2 separate regions of the Bombyx mori genome follow, and region 2 is linked to region 1. Evidence: chromatin contacts called from public Hi-C data. All regions are on one chromosome and are shown on one strand. Each heading gives the region's core, a stretch centred on a gene start, on an enhancer-like site or on the middle of the called end of the contact. The rest is flanking DNA. Distances are from core to core; before and after follow the strand shown.

Region 1 (2,671 bases), core at 92-2,591:
CAGACCTGCATAGAACAGAGTTCAAACCAAAAATGGCGGTAAATTAAGACGGTTATATTTTTTGTATATCTCGTTAGGCTTTCAGTTTTTTTAGGTAAATATGAAATATTTCTTAGATAGTATGGTTTTTAGTAGGCATCCAGTACTGAATTATCAAACTGTATTAACCTCTTCAGGGACATGGGCACATAGTAGTTTTTTTTTATTATTTAATTATTTTCTCACACTGAATGGCCACTTATAAATGGACATATTCTTTTTAATAAATAGTCACTATATTTGTTAATTTTTGTAGTTATTGAATTGTTTTCAATATGAAATAAATAAATCGCACATAGAGAATAAATTAAATTTTTGTTTTTTTTTTACTTTAAAAATTCGTCCCTGAAGAGGTTAAATATATGTTATTTAGCTAAGCCAAACTGGCTTTATCAATAGTAATTAATCATAAATGAACATCGTAATGTATGTATATAATCAGCCGACATTACTGATAACCTAAATCTACTCAGTACTAATAAAATCAAAGGCTGATTTTCTTTACTAGCAGTTATTAATAGAGAAGTTTGAATAACCTTTTAATATTTCCAACATGTTTATTCTTGACAAAAAAAACAAGTATAGTATAAAATAAATTTACATAGATGTACATAAATACAAAACGATTAAATATAAATATATATATTTCCTTATTGAAATTTCCTTGAACACAAATATCAAAGAGCTGTGGGTGTAAGAATGAAGTTCAAGTTCAGAGGAATTTTCCGATAAGTACATGGAATATGTTCATGTGGAAAATTTCCACCCCTTCGAAAGCATCTGTGAATTCTCATGCATCTTTAATTCAAAGTTTTTTTTTTGCCAATTTCGTTGTTTCATTGATAATACTAATTTGCAAATTTTGATACAACAGTTACCGGTCCGCGGTCGAAATAGCCTTTTAGGCAATAAACGATTACGTAGGGGGAAATAAAAACACCACCCAAAATGAATGAACCCAGCTATTACTGAAGCACAGAACACTATTACTTCTACTTCTGTACTAAAGACAAGAAAGAACAAAGAGAACTTCTGAAACGAAACATTTTAAGTGTTAAAGTGGAATATACAAACAGTATTGTTCTCCCATTTAGATACTTATTTAGTGAAAACATCAAAGACCTAAAAAGATAAAAGGGCCCCGGTATGTTAAAAAGCAAAACGCACAAGCGACCCAATTTCAACTGAGACGTTCAGAGTGTTTATCCAAACTTGCGCGCCCGGGCAAAGTGGGGAGATCAAGGACGGTGTCTGCCAAACACGGGGAGGGTTTCCCCGGGAGACGGGAGCCGGGAGGTGAGGGTATGTTTTGATGCCAGCCGCCGCGCCCGTTTTATTGATTTTCACCCACACCCTTACACGCGACCCGCACCTCCCCTTTATTATATAGGTACATTTATGGTGATGCAGCGGATATCCGGCCACTATTCGGTATCCGATCTTTTCGTTTGTTCTACCTGGTTATTGTGATTGTATTAACAATATTAAGAATTTAATAAAACAGCTGTATAACTATTGGCTGTCGTTATGATTTTAATAATTGACACGTTCGATTTCATGACTGAAATCAATCTTTTTTATTATACAGAATTATATTGTACATTTCTATATTTGGCTTCGACGTAAATTGAATGTTTTGTTGTGAATTTCTATCACACGAAAATGTGCGTAGGCAGTTTTTCCACATAATTGAATCATTGAAAAACTATTTTCAGCATAATAGCTGAGTTCTCTGAATTCTCATTCTTCAATAATTCATGATAAACTCCACAATATCGTGTTCACGATAATATAATATGATTGATCACTTTTTATTTCGCAAAGAGAAAACACTGTATATTTATAGTACTACACTTTAGGGTACTTTTATACGAGAGTTATTTATACTTCATATTTTCATCGTCTAATGTTCCGACGAAACGAAGTATATACACAAATAAACACACATTTTGTTTTGTTATTAAAGCTTGAAGTTATTTGAGTGGAAAGTTTATTACGTAAGTCTTCTACTAAGAGTAATTTAATATTCTCTATGTAAGACTATGTACAAGCGCTTCAGTAGTCTGAACGAAATGTTATTACGAGGAGGGATGTTCATTAACGTTAAATTTCCTTTCATCGCCAGCCAGCCGTGTTCCAGTCAGCTCCACCTATTTTTTCTCTCCCTTTGACGACTTGCTTTATATCAGTTCAAAAAGCAAGTTCTCAACTTTGCTTTTCATTATTTCAACTTTCGTTTATTAAAAGAATACGAACACTTGTTTTAAATAATTTATGCTGTTTAATTATGTCTGAAAGGTAAATTATTATCTAAATAAATGTCTTGAAATGTATTAACGTCAGTCTGAATTATTAAGTACGGATTGGGCTGTGTAAAAAGTAAATCTATACTAATCTATACTAATATATAAATCTACAGTGTTTTTTACGGATGTTCCGTTATAACTACTGAACCATGCATCCAATTGACTTGAAACTTGGTATCCATGTAGAAAATACATGTACTTAATGGATAGGCTAATATTTATATGAGTGTTGGACTCCCTATACCAGTTGCGGGGGCGTTAATGATGAGAATCTTTATGGGGGTGAGAAATAATAATGTAAATTTTAAATGCCCAGCGAAGCGGAC
Region 2 (2,671 bases), core at 109-2,608, 120 kb after region 1:
ACTAAAAAGAAAAATCGACCAAAGTAAATCACATCGAAAGGACTATATTATACAGTACAGTTTAATACAGTTAACAACAAGGATATCCCGATCCCGTTACGAGGAATACGATGGCGTTTTATCTGCTTCAAATCAGATATTCCCTGCCTATTCCTGCCGTGAAGCAGTAATGCGTTTCGGTTTGAAGGGTGGGGCAGCCGTTGTAACTATACTTGAGACCTTAGAACTTGTATCTCAAGGTGGGTGGCGCATTTACGTTGTGGATGTCTATGGGCTCCAGTAACCACTTAACACCAGGTGGGCTGTGAGCTCGTCTACCCATCTAAGCTATAAAAATAAAATAAAAAATGGTACCGATTAATCCAATTTTATTAACCAGTATTATACTACAGTTTATCTCTTCGATCAACAATATTGATGATCGAAGGTTTATCTATACGACAGAAGACAGACTAAACTGTAAGATTGATTGTACAATAAGTCCAACTGCAGTCATTTAGCCATTTTCTAATGACTTCTTTAATGTATGCATTAAAAGTACATCACGCAACGGTTTTGAAAACTTACTATGAAAATAATGCTTCATTAATACTACTAGACATATTTTAAATATAAAGGTAGGTATCACGTGTTAACTCTAAGGGAGGAAAAATTAATAGTAAAGAGATTTTACTGGTGATAGGACCTCTTGGGAGTCCGCACGGGTAGGTACCACCACCCTGCCTATTTCCTCCGTGAAGCAGTAATGCGTTTCGGTTCGAAGGGTGGGGTAGCCGTTGTAACTATACTACTGAGACCTTAGAACTTATATCTCGAGGTGGGTGGCGCGTTTACGTTGTAGATGTGTATGGGCTCCTGTAACCACTTAACACCAGGTGGGCTGTGAGCACGTCCAGCCATCTAAGCAATAAAAAAAATAAAAAAAACTCGAAATCTATCAAATTTAAATGAAACTTTTTCTAAAAAACTGATATTTTTTTACATAGATTAATGCTATATTTAAAATACCTAATAAATTGTTTATACTTATAAAAAATACAGATTGTATGACACGAAGCAATGAACCCCATTTGGTTAGTTGGCTCATAAATCCACGTTCATTAAAATAATCTTATTTATGTATTAAGTGATGACCTCAACTACGAGATAAAGTCTTTATTCACTATACACTACCTTGTCCTTTTTGTTTCGATTCCATTCCATACAACAAAGATGGCAATGGACGCGAATGATGATTTTGTTCACTAGTTGTTCGTCTGTTTGATATTATCGGTGCTGGTACCTCCTCCACACTCGGACAGGTTATAAAAAGGTCCGAGAATTCAAGCTTCGCGGAGTCTAGTGCAAGTTGGTCCACCGAATTCATCAGTTTCGTTCCAATATGAAGACCATTATTTTCTGTGCTTTCGGTAAGATTATATTTATCTTATTTTTGTTCATAAAATTGCCTAGTGATAGTGCTAATTAAATTGTTTTTGTGTTTTACGTTATGCAACGGAGCTATAGTTTTTTTCCACAATTAATTCAACAGTTTTGCAATGAAATGTTCTATTGATTTCAACGTAAGGACATACATTGTTTGTTTCTCATTTGAAATTTCTGCGTAGAATGAACTCCATTTCCAGAAAAACTATAAATTTAAAATTGGTTCATTACTTTGCTGACAGAATGAAAAGTAGTCGACGTCGCCCAAAACACGTCATTTTGGATCCTCTCGGTCCACTAACGGTGCTTTAGGTACCTCAAGCACCGGTCATTGTTCTCGTCGAACCCGTCGCTTGCGACGAAGAGCACGACGAGTAAATTAACCCACAGACACAGCCCATTGAGTTTCTCGCCGGATCTTCTCAGTGGGTCGTCTTCCGATCGGGTGGTAGATTCTGCGAAGCACGGCTTTTTCTAGGGTTCGTGTTAGCAACAACGTCAGGCTTGAACCCCGTGAGCTCAACTACTAGTTAAGGTTACGCTGAAATAGCCTCTCAAGGCTATCAGCTTAGGTAGGAAAAAAATACTTTGCTGTTTTCGTCAGTACCTTGTTCGCATTTTTTCAGTCTCTCAGTTAGTACGTACATAATAATTGCTTTCAATGCAATGAAAAAAACCGTATGAATGCGCTCATGTTCTCAATAAGCATCAAGCGGACCTCTCATGAGGGACCGGAGACTCTTAATTGGATTTAAATAAACAGTAAGCTTTGTTCAGTAAGGTGCTCAAATTTACTCATGACTAATGCCGTAGGTACCACTATGCTGCCTATTTCTGCCCCAAAATTACGCGCTCCGGTTTGAAAGGTGGGACAGCAATTAGGTACTCATAAAATTGTGAACGACCTCATCTCTCATAGCAAGCGGTGGTATTAACACCTTGTGGCCTATACCAGTAAAACATAAAATAATCAATATACTTAAATTATTAATTTAATTTTCGTTTAAATTATTTTGTCAAAACCAACAACTTATGTTAGTAGTTATGAATAGGGATTTAAAAAGTGATTATCAAACGAACATTTAATTGTTCTATTTTCGTAGATTTTAAAAATGTTCTTTCGCTTAGTATTGAATTTCTTTAGGTGATTGTTAAAAATATATAATTTAAAAACAACAAAAAGGGAACACGCTTTAACAGCAAACCGAATTATTAATTAAAAATAATGTATCGTTATCCCAGTTCC

What was found. A called contact is a pair of places that touch in the nucleus more often than the background predicts.
Region 2: a Hi-C map of middle silk gland shows a contact between it and region 1, with 2.0 times the contacts expected there. The contact joins the promoter of LOC692945 here to the enhancer-like site in region 1. A contact is called at or near these places in 7 of 7 Hi-C or Micro-C datasets (middle silk gland, midgut, posterior silk gland and 2 more).

What each region holds. Positions count from the first base shown.
Region 1 is chr23:11,110,745-11,113,415 of ASM3026992v2, forward strand. The region is part of intron 3 of LOC101737516 (lysine-specific demethylase 3A); the gene reads left to right. Among protein-coding and RNA genes, the nearest start is that of LOC134201095, 17 kb to the left of the region's middle. Within about 2 kb of position 1,342, at least 2 of the 8 cell types and tissues checked have open chromatin away from gene starts, as enhancers often do.
Region 2 is chr23:11,231,140-11,233,810 of ASM3026992v2, forward strand. It overlaps LOC692945 (kazal-type proteinase inhibitor), which reads left to right and starts at 1,359. Exons shown (of 3, transcript NM_001046785.1): 1 at 1,359-1,409. The coding sequence starts at 1,382.